Linked DNA regions of Gossypium hirsutum: region 2 is linked to region 1. Evidence: chromatin contacts called from public Hi-C data. All regions are on one chromosome and are shown on one strand. Each heading gives the region's core, a stretch centred on a gene start, on an enhancer-like site or on the middle of the called end of the contact. The rest is flanking DNA. Distances are from core to core; before and after follow the strand shown. Region 1 holds the start of LOC107903550. Region 2 holds the start of LOC107903543.

Region 1 (6,046 bases), core at 1,274-3,773:
ATAGAAAATAATAAATAAGGAGGGCTTAGAAGGCAATTAGCCCAATTTTAGTCCTTTGGCACCATTGGTGCCGGCAATCACTTTGGCACGTTTTTGCAGGTTTTTTTATTTTTTTTATATATTTTCGTAAATAATAAAAAAAAGTAATATTTTGGTAAATAAAAAAAATTATAATATTTTGGTTAATTTTTATTTTTTTTATAATATTTTTATAAAAAAAAACCCATATTTAAGCTTAAACTTAAGAATTTTTAAGGAAATATCATAAATTAATTTAGGCAAAAAAATAGACTTAATGTAGGAACAATTGTTAAGTTTAAAAATTAACACAAATAAAAAAAATTAAATTTCAATACGAGAATAATTACTAAATTTAGAAATTAATTTTTAAAAAATTTAATTGTAATATAGTATGAAATAATAACTTAATTAAAAATCAAATAATAAATTGTTTAACAATTCACGGTGACAAAAGAGCTTGACCTTTTTTTTTCTTGACAAAAGTCAAGACATTACATTTTCTCAGCGGCCTAACACATGTTAACGATCCAACGTGGCAAAAGCTTATTGGTTAGATGGTATAGAATGATTACCTGTATCCAGACTGTATTCAGTGCCAACGAAAGGAAGCCTTTTTTCTGTAGTTTCTAATGACAAATTTAATTTCGTCGGCAGCGATACGCAATCTCCATTCGTCGTCGTTTTAGTCACGTGGTAGATCTAAAACTTTAAAGGGGAAATATTTTTGTTTTCACGTGTCCAACAAACGAAAGGTTGATTTATGAGTTGTTGCCTTTGCGTGGTGAAAGCAATTAGTTCTCTTCACCGACACTCTCTTCCCCATCAATTTTGTCATTTTATTACGATGAAGACAATATTAAATATACAATCAATACTGTCTATAATATTAATTAATTAATTTTTTATATCCATTTAAATTTAATGTAATTTACACATAAAATATTTTCATTTATATACATAAAACTTTAATATTTATTTTAAAAAATAAATATATTAATTTATTATTCATTGGGTCTTAACTTAGTTAATATTCACATTATTGTCAGCATAAGAGAACGTAAGTTTGAACACGTTAAAGTATATTTGTGTTCTCCTTTCTATATTTTGTAAAATAAAAATGGGTAAATTGTACTCAAAAGTCACTAAATTATTAGTAAATTTATATTCTGGTTATTTAATTTCAACAAGTTTTCATTTAGGTCGTTGGATTGTAAAATTGTTATATGACATTCTCTATTCGCACTACTTACACAAATCAAAAGCTCTCTAATTCCCCTTCTCTTTTACAGTTAAATTTTTTCATTAAATAGTTTTGAATGTTACAAATTTGTGAGCCAAAATCTAAATCTGATCTCTGATACTAACCACTAGGTCGACTTAGATTTAAGATATGATATTCTATTCACCAATGAGTACTGATTCACTGTATTGATAGTCGAATAATCGATTGGAGCTTGCTAAGTGAACTTTAAAAAAAAACTTAACAGCCTAGTGACTTAAATAATTTTTTTTGAATAGTTTAATAATTATTTTGTAACTTTTTAAAATTAAATTATTAAAACGTAAATTCATTAAATATTTGGAATGAGAAAAGAAGTTTTCTAATTTAATTTAAAATTGAAAACAAAAACGGAAATTGACATTACAAAACGTACTTTTATTTTAGTGGGTATCAATTCTTTATCATGAACAATGGAATCACCCTTTCCGTTTCGTGCAATACAAGCTGTAGATGTTGGTACCGCATGCTGTAAAATGTTGTACGCCCAGGGCTTCCAAAAAGGGCAGTTAATTATAGCGGGTATTTATTCCCTTTCTCGAACCCTCCTAAAATGCCCCTTCCAACTGCATTTGCTTTCCCAATAAGCATCCCTTCAGTAATTTACAATCTATTTTTATTCACGTAATAATAAATTTAGTATTTTAATATTTTTTATTAATTTATTTCTTATTTTTTATATTAAACTTTATATTTAATATTTAAAAAAATTAAATTTAATCATCAACATTAAAAAATAGAATAATTATTTTTTTAACATAAACATTAATTAAAATATTAAATTTTTAAATATCGCGAGCAATTCATATTTATTTCATGTTAATTTTTTAAACTTTATTTGGTTGAATTTTTTTATGATTTTTAAATTATTTATCAATGTAATATATAAAAGACATAATATTATATTAACATGAAATACACGTGAATTATCATGTATTTTATCATACCAACATTGTTAAATGAATTAAATTTTAATCAGCATTTTCGTTAAAAAATATTTTGACATTTATTAAATGATTAATAATCTAATTCAACTAAAAAAATAAGAATCAAACTACAAAAAAAATATAAATGTTACGAACTAAATTTATTATTATAATTTTTCAAAATTTTTAAATATTTTAAAGTTATTTTTGTTCTCATTTATGAATATAATTACAATTAATATATAAAATCGAAATAAATAAATTTTTTCTTTTTTGACAAAGAGGTGAAAACCCATTTTCAAAGTTAAGGTGATGTGTCATTTTCTTATTGAAAATACATTAAAAAGAAAAAACTACATATTTTTCCTTCAAATTTAATCATTTGCCTTTGCATATTTAGCTACAAGGGGAGTTTGAGGAAGAGAAAGAACAAAGCAAAGAGAAAAATAGAAGAAGCCTTTGTTTGGGGTTCTTGAACTTAGCTTTCCATATATTCATCCATGGCTTCTAAGCTTCTTTTGATTGCTGTATTTGTTCTTGATCTCATTGCTTTTGGTTTAGCTGTTGCAGCTGAGCAAAGAAGAAGCACTGTAAGTCTGCTAACTTTCCCCTTCACTTTCTTTTATTGTTTTGGTTTACAATTAGTTCATACGATTTCTGGGTATACTGAAAGTTTGCAACCTTTTTTTTCTGGAAAACTAAGGAAAATAAAAGAAAGTGAGTTCTTTTGTTTGAAAAAAAGCGGTAAATGTTGATTTTAGCTTTCTGCGCTTTTTGTTTCATGTAAGAATTTTCTGATATTTGGAGCTTCCATCGATGTAGGGAAAGAAAAGAAACACAGTATTCAAGCTTGATCTTTTGTGTGCCTGTATATATACACATGCACATACATATATATGTATTCTCTTTCTAATCAAATAGTAACGGAAATTGATTCCATCATTTTATAATTCTGAATTGTGTATGAACTTCACCAGATCTCAGCTGAATTTCTATAAAAATAATAGATCTGAGTTTATGGTTTTGATCCTCTTTCACTAACTTAAAAAAGGTGCCTGGTCCCCTTGGTTAAATTGTTCAACTTTAACTTTAGCCGCTCCAAAATGTTATTGATTCAATTTAATCCCTTTGTTAGATTCAAAATTTACATTTTTGCTCCTCTCAAGAAGTTAAAAAATCAATTAAGCCATTTTAATACAGAGCTTTTATAAATTCTTTAGCTTTGAACCCCAAACTTTTATAAATTTACCCCATCACACTGGCTTTTCACCCCAGGGTCTAATGGAAGAACTAGTCTTTGCTAGATTTAGAAGCCAATCTGTTTCATCTTTTGAAACAATATTTTATGATCTAATCGGTGATGTTGACTAAATTATTGACAACCAAGCTTCAAGATATTGCTTTTTGTTTATTGTACCATATATGATACTTTAATATAAAGTATGATAGCTGATCTTCTAACACGTTCTAGTATTCTAATATATAATCAAAGGGTAAAAGTATCTTGAAGGCTCTTGTATTATGAGTCAGATTGTTACTTAAAAAATGGGCAAGTTAGCACTTGTGCATTAGATCAAAGAGTAAATTGGTTTTTCTGTTAAAGTTTCCATCCATTTCTACCGTTAAAAACTAGTCTTTGCACGTCAGCATGAGGTACATGTGACGTTTGCTATGTTAGTTGTTAACAATTAAAATGGATAAAAATTTCAACATGAAAGACCTATTTGCTCCTTAATCTAACGTATAGGAATTAATCTGTTTATTTTCTGAGTAGAGGAGATAAAATGCAATCTGATTCATAATATAAGGGTCTCCATGATAATTTTATCGGGATCAAAGGTATATATCCAACATGATTATTGAGAAGGATTTTTTATTCCGCTTCAACTCAAAGCAGCTAACATTGGGTATATGTTTAATGGCAGGCCAAGATTGTGCAGGATAATGAAATTCAATACAACTATTGTGTGTATAACTCAGACATAGCAACTGGCTATGGTGTTGGTGCATTTTTGTTCCTCATGGCTAGCCAAGTCCTTATAATGGTTGCCAGCCGATGCTTTTGCTGTGGAAAGGCTTTGAACCCTAGTGGTTCAAGGGCTTGGGCAGTCATCCTTTTCATTGTTTGCTGGTATGTAACCAACTTTAGGTCAAATTTATGGTTTTTACATATTTGAATGGTTTCACTCATTCTTTGAATTGCATGTGTATGGCAGGCTATTTTTCCTAATAGCCGAGATATGTTTGTTGGCCGGATCAGTACGGAATGCATACCACACAAAATACCGGACCATCTTCAGCGAGCAGCCACCGTCTTGTGAAACTTTGAGGAAGGGAGTGTTTGGTGCAGGGGCTGCCTTCATTTTCTTGACTGCTATTGTCAATAAGTTCTACTATATTTGCTACTCAAATGCTAGGGAAAACAGCTTCCGGCCATACGGTGGCGGCGGAGAGGCCGGTGTCGGCATGGGAGCCTACAAATAAGCTATGACCTCATGAACTCTATGCCATTGACATCATTTTGCTTACTCCGTTGTCTGTTTTTCTGTTCTTTTTTGAGTTCCCTTTCGTGTTCTTTAAGGTTTCGATATAGGAGATAGATCGTATTTCATATTATATTCATAAATTTTTTAATTTCATTTTCGTCCCCAGTCCAAGATTCTGTAAAATTTTGTGAAGTTTCTTGTATACAATCAAATAACAAAAAGATTGGCATTTGTTTTCCAGCTCCTCATGCAATGCTGGTTATGTATTTTTGAATGAATGACATAATCTTCGATGGGGTTTGCTTGCTATTTGTTAAACAAATAAACCCAAGCCTGATTTAGAAGGCCCTTTCCTTCTCAATGGTCAAGTTTCAATTTTTGTTCCTATACTACTTTCCAATTTAATATTTAATTTTTATACTTTAACTTTTTACATAATTTGACACCTCAACTTTTACAATGTTATTGATTAGCCCAAATGTTTTATTTTGATTAAAATAATGATGTAATTTTTAAGAGTTGTTAACACCATTAAAACTATCTTTTAAATTCACGTACATTAAAATATTTCGTTTGTTACATGGTTACCATATAGGTATTAAAAAAAATTCTAAAATGTCACTCCAATGAATTCGACAAAAAAAAAATAATGGTGTCAACAATTGGAGTTGAATTTTTAAATTAAAAAAATAAAGAGATTAAATTCTTAAAAATTAAAGTAGGAAGACTAAATTCTAAATGCTCCAATAGTACAAAATCTTGAAATATATTTTAACTTTCAAATTTTATTCTATAATTTAATACAATTAACTCAATTTGAAACGTGGTAGAGAACCATACTAGTTTAAGCTAACTGCGACGTCTTTGTGTATTTTTCTTTTGTCACAAAGTATTTTAAATTTATATAATTTTTCACAAGCTAATAATTTGTATTACACAAAATTTGGTATGTTCACGTATTCGGTAAAAGTACCACAAAACCTCTTGTACTATACTTTAGATTGCATTATATCTCTTTTACTGGAAAAAAAAGAGAGCAAATTAGTTACTGTATATTAGATGAGTGAGCAATATAGTTTTTCCGTTAAAATTTAGTGCTTATATATAAGGTAGAATAACCAATTTAGCTCTTAACCTTTACACATTTATTCAATTTGACTCCTACTCTTTTCTTTGAAGTAAATTAGAAAATTTTGAATCTAAAGAGGATGAAAGGTAAAAAAAAAACCCTTAGTAACAAATTAAAAAAAAATAATTAAGCCTTTTAAAATTTAAAAATTATTAAACAAATCATGAAAATTATAAAATTTAATGGTTATAAGATTTTTAAAAAA
Region 2 (6,188 bases), core at 2,726-5,225, 330 kb before region 1:
TTGTTGATTGTTCATGATGTTGTAGTGAATTTCCGATGGAAACAGATTGATTTGAGATGTTCGAAGTTGAATCTGCTAAGTTTGAATACATTTTGAGTATAATTTCTGTGACTTCCACAGAGAAATTGATCCAAGAATGCTGTGATACATTTTTAGCTTATATATTAGACTCTAGAGTATCTGAATTGAAAGTTGATCAGCTATCGACCGTTTGTGATTTTGCCGATGTTTTTCTTGAGGAATTGTCACGTTTACTGCTAGAGCGAGAGATTGAGTTTGCTATTGAAATAATGTCAGAGACTGCTTCAGTCTCGATTATTTCATACAGAATGGCTCCAACTGAATTAAAAGAATTAAAAGTTCAATTTGAAGAATTAATTGACAGAGATTTTGTTCGACCAAGTATATCACCTTAGGGTGCATCTATTCTGTTTGTAAAAAAAAAGATAGGTCGATGAGATTGTGTATAGATTATCAACAATTGAACAAAGTCACAATAATGAATAAATATTTGTTGCCTCGTATTGATGACTTATTTGATTAGTTGAAAGGTGCCACGGTGTTTTTGAAGATTGATATCAAATCTGGTTACTATCAGTTGCGAGTTAAAGATGTCGATGTACCAAAAACAACGTTTAGAACTCGTTATGAACATTGTGAGTTTCTAGTCATGCCATTTGGATTGACGAATGCCACGACAACATTTATAGATTTAATTTATCGAGTTTTTCAGCCTCATCTCGACAGGTTCGTTGTTGTTTTTACTAATGACATTCTGATTTACTCTAGAAATGAATTTGAGCATACCCAGCATTTGAGAATCGTATTACAGGCCTTGCGTGAAAAACAACTTTATGCCAAGTTTAGTAAATGCGAGTTTTGGCTTAAAGAAGTCAAATTTCTCGATCATGTGATTTCAACTGAAGGGATACGAGTTGGTTTGAGTAAAATGTCTGTTATTTTAAACTGGAAACCTTTGAGAAACATTTTTGAGGTACGTAGTTTTTTGGGAATAGCCGAATATTATCAACGGTTTGTTAAGAACTTTTCAGTAATAGCTTTACCTATGACAAAATTGTTACAGGAAGATGTTATAACAAATGTCAGCAAAGTTTTGATCAGTTAAAGATTATGTTGACAAAGGCATCAGTGTTGACACAACCTGAATCTGGGAAAGAAATTGTTATTTACAGTAATGCTTCCTTGGATGGTTTGAGATATGTTTTGATGCAGGAAGGTAAGGTTATCGCATATGATTATCGACAGCTTAAAACTCATGAAGAGAAGTACTTGACACATAACCTTGAGTTAGATGTAGTTGTATTTGCATTAAAAATTTGGCGACACTATTTGTATGGTGAGAAATGTCATGTTTATACCGATCACAAAAGTCCGAAATATTTGATAACTCAAAAGGATTTAAATCTACATCAACGTAGGTGGCTTGAGTTACTAAAAGACTATGATCTGGTGATAGACTATTATTCGGGTAAAGCAAACGTTGTTGTCGATGCTTTGAGCCAGAAATCCCTTTTTTGCTCTTCAGTTGAAGAATGTTCAACTTAGGTTGGAGCGTGATGGTTCTATTTTAACCGAGTTAAGGGCTAAGCCCTAGTTTCTAAAGAAAATTCGGGAGTTGCAGTTTGATGATTCAAATTTGTTGGTTAAATGGAAAATGGTTGAAAATGGTCAAATTGTCGATTATAGTATTGGTTTGGACGGTAGTTTATATTTCCAAAAATGCCAAAGATAACTCCACTGATAACAAAAAGAAAAACTGCAAGATGAATCAAAATAAAGACACTTGAAAGTAGAAATCACTGTAAAAACCAACCAAAACCAGAAACTCACAAGAATAGTTGCAGAAATTTCAAAACTAAAAGAACAATAGTAACTCTGAAGAAGGAAACCTAAATAATATATAAACCTATCTCCCAAAACACATCGTTTTGAAAAACAAATGATGCCCAATGATGACTTACCACCTATTTGAAAAAGATGTTGATCATCATTACCGTAATTCCTCAAAAACACAATCCTCTAAAAACACCTATGACAAAATCTCAAAAGTTTTTGTCACAACGTTTCATTGTCAAACAAGGCCCTCATCTGCTGAAAAATAGTTGAATACGTAGAGACAATCGAACAAGGTGTCTTGAGGAGAGCCACTTTATAACCTCTCTCTCGAATTGAATAGAGGGAATATTGTTATACCCCTATCTGTATGAGGACATGTGGCAAGTCGGGAGGCCACCAGAATAGCAAACTAGCTAACAACAAACCAGGAAAACCCATTTTTTGGCATGACCACCCGGACAAGCAAACTCCATCCAACACCCAAGCCCTCGAGCTCGTATAAGAAACATGATGTCGTTGTTTACCAAATACCACATGGGCCCAATTGCTCTATATCATCAAGTCAAAATGAATGACATTATTTGTCCCATCATAGACATCCTTGTCCTATCGAATACATCCGTCCCACGCATTCTGTTATGATGGTTAGATGTCAAGTGCAACCTATTAACACCACCTTACATAAGACGCTGCCTATAAATACCTCCAGAATGATGAAGAAGGGGTTGACTCTCCAAGGATATCAAGCCTACATTTTGCCAACTTGCCTTCACTTTTATAACCTCCAGCTCTCTGCCTCGATTGGGTGAACCAACCTCTGTGACAACCACCACTCTCTCTTTCATACATCCTCCTTGTTGTATCACTATATCAACAATATATAATTTGGTACCTCAACTTTTATAATGCCATTGATTAGTCCAAATATTTTATTTGATTAAAATGTTGATACAACTTTTAAGAGTTGTAAACATTATTAAAATCATTTGTTAAATTCAAGTCCATTATATTTTTTTATTACATGACTACCAAGTGAGTATTTTCTTTAAGTTTCAAAATGTCATACTAGTAAATTTAATAGAATAATTTTATAGCGTTAAAAATTAGATATGAATTTTTAAATTAAAAAAAGAAGACTAAATTCCTGAAAATCTAGGTACCATTATAAAATATAAAGAGATGGTTTGTGTTAAATGCCTAAAAATCTAGGTACCATTAAATACTTGACTGGTTTTGTGCCCAAGCAAAGAAAGAGGCAAATCCGTCTATCATATATGGATGTGTGTAGTTATTGGCCACAAATTTCAGAGAGAAACTTCAAAATAAAAAATAAAAAAATCTGCCCCATTGTACAAACAAAAGAATATCTTAAAAAAACTTTGAAATTTTTGAATGGTTATCAAAATTTGGAACTCTCATATTTATCTACAAACAAGTGATTCATCAACAATGACACATTTCTTTCCAGACCATTTCTATCTTTTAATTTCAATGGTCCCACAACTGATGATCTTGCTTTCCAATCTTCATTTTTGACCAATTGCAACTTCATAGACACCCCACACTTAACTATTTTTGATGTATGATTGGTTTTTACATTTATGAGTCGGTAGTGATTTGTAAATTAATATATACAATATTTTAGAGACTTTAAAGGGTAACAAATAGTTAATGATTTATACCTATAAATGATCAAATTAAAGGGTCATTACTTACATACAAGATAGAGATATATTGGCATCATACATGCTATAAAAGAAAAGAAATTCAAATCCCGAGGTGAACATCCCTTAATCACTAAAAACTCAACTAAATGTTATTTGCGTACCATATAATTTTACTTTTTTATAAATATTTTATATTTATCTATTTACTAGAACATGCGAAAAACATGAGACTATATTTAATTAATTATTTTTTAAAGCATTTTGTTTGTGTTTTGGGTCAACTATGGTTATTTTATTATTTTGTTAAATCTTAGCTACCTTTTTTTTTTATTATGTGGACCTTATTTTCTCATCTTCAAATTATCTCACCCACCAATCACACATGAAGTTATTACCTGTATGACATCTATCATAGTTAAGATACACCTTCACATGTTTCAAGAAGAAAGAGATCATACACCATCCCAATATCGCCGTCCAATGGGCTTGAATCAAGAGCACTGCATAAAAGCATAAGGCTTACCGCATTGAATCGCCCCTAACGAAGTTATTCTCATATAAGAAACGGCTCTTCCCGACATCTGCAACGTTGGGGACGCTAGAAACAACTATTACACAAGTGGCTGTTGAAGTCTTTGTAAGTTGCCGAGGCATATCTCGGTCGACTCAACTCCACTCAGTCCGATCCATGGCGTCTCTTCACCCCACGATATCTCCTCAAAGCCTCCTTTCTTTAACAAAGCCACGAAAACCCATTTCGAGGCACCTCTCAGCTTCCTCATTAACCACCTCAAAACTGCCCGAGGGCCTTGCTTTCTCGGGAACCAAACAGAAAAACAAAAGGGAAAACTCGGTGGTGGTGGTGAAGTCATTAGCCGAGGAGCTTGACGTGATACCAGTTCAAAGTGAGGATGTTACAGATATGCAAGAAGGTGTTGCGGTGAGTCAGGTGCCGAGAGAATCGGCAGGAGGAGAGTTGGTGACTCAGGTAGGTGGGTTTAGCAATGAAGGAATGTTATCTTTTGAAGGGGTTTCTTCTTCAGGTTCACCTTCAGGGAACGGATTTGGTGATGGACAAGGAAGTCAAGAGGAATTGGATAGGCTTATAGATAGAACTATTAATGCTACTATTGTTCTTGCTGCTGGTACTTATGCCATCACCAAGTTGCTTACCATTGATCAGAATTATTGGCAGGTGAGATTATATCTGCAATTTTACTTTCATTTTGTGGAAAATTGCATGATTTGGCTTAGGAAATTGAATGATTGATTGCAAAATCTTTGTATTGTTATTGGTATCAGATTGTTATTGTAAAATCCCCCTCCTTTTTTGTTATTCCCTTTTGCTCTTTCAATTGCTGAATAATACAAAAATATGTGAGTAATCTATATGTATGCTTAGCTCTTCATGCTTGTGCCATTATTGAGGGCTCTTGGATGAACTCTAGTAGTAGGCCCATCTCGATTCCAGAGTTCGATTATAAGCTTGTGCATGTGTGGGTGTGTGACTTTGAATTTGTATTGTATAAAAAAAATATATTGCTCTTGGATGTTTTAGTAGCTTGAGATTTTTTAACGAAGATCTTAATCTTATTGTGTTTGACATGCTTATGTACCACATATGCATATAGCACTGGTATTTCATAATGAATTTGGCCTGCAACTTACGAATAACTGAAAATTTTACATCTTCGGGTCGTAGGGATGGACTATTTATGAGATAGTAAGATATGCACCTCAACACAATTGGAGTGCTTATGAAGAAGCTTTGAGGACAAACCCTGTTTTAGCGAAAATGGTTATCAGTGGAATCGTCTATTCTATAGGGGATTGGATCGCGCAAGTAAGTTTATATCATCGAAGAAATAATTTTCGATCTTTAGTTTTCGGTCATGAGATTGTCCCTTACACTTTTTCTTGTCTTTAATCTTTCAGTGCTTTGAAGGTAAACCTCTCTTTGAGTTTGATCGTATGCGGATGTTCAGATCTGGCCTTGTTGGCTTTACTCTACACGGTTCCTTGTCTCATTACTATTACCAATTCTGTGAGGTAATCATTCCGCACTATATATCTCACAAACAGGTTCGGAGTTGAAATTTTTGTCCTATTTAATGTATTGAAACTCGTTTTTTGCCCGTAGGAGCTTTTTCCTTTCCAAGACTGGTGGGTGGTTCCTGTGAAAGTAGCTTTCGACCAAACTGCATGGGCTGCAGTTTGGAACAGCATTTACTTTGTGGTTTTGGGATTTCTGCGTCTTGAATCTCCGATCAGTATTTTTAACGAATGGAAGGCAACATTCTTGCCTATGTTGACAGTAAGAGAACCTTAACCTTCTTTCCATGCCATTCATTCACTTTATATTTGAACAATTTGGTATTGTTTCGTTTTCCCGTGGTATCAAGATCTCATAGTGTTCTTGTGCATGGTTATTATGTAGGCCGGATGGAAACTTTGGCCATTTGCTCATCTTATCACTTACGGTTTTATTCCGGTAGAACAAAGGCTTCTTTGGGTGGACTGCGTAGAACTTATTTGGGTGACGATTCTCTCAACGTAAGTATCTCGAATATTGAATGGTTCGATATTATGGAATGGCACTGAGAAACACTCTTTCTACTTAAAAACAGTCTGAGATGCATGGAAGAACATTTTGTATAAGCTCTA

The links. Hi-C and Micro-C count contacts between places; a contact is called where the count stands out from the background.
Region 2: a contact with region 1 is called in a Hi-C map of leaf, with 2.0 times the contacts expected there. The contact joins the promoter of LOC107903543 here to the promoter of LOC107903550 in region 1. A contact is called at or near these places in 2 of 34 Hi-C or Micro-C datasets (callus and leaf).

Annotation. Positions count from the first base shown.
Region 1 is chrD05:61,073,795-61,079,840 of Gossypium_hirsutum_v2.1, reverse strand. It overlaps LOC107903550, which reads left to right and starts at 2,523. Exons shown (of 3, transcript XM_016829631.2): 1 at 2,523-2,816; 2 at 4,152-4,357; 3 at 4,443-5,021. The coding sequence starts at 2,727. The coding sequence ends at 4,710.
Region 2 is chrD05:61,405,053-61,411,240 of Gossypium_hirsutum_v2.1, reverse strand. It overlaps LOC107903543, which reads left to right and starts at 3,975. Exons shown (of 9, transcript XR_005913117.1): 1 at 3,975-4,719; 2 at 5,227-5,367; 3 at 5,460-5,573; 4 at 5,665-5,838; 5 at 5,962-6,077.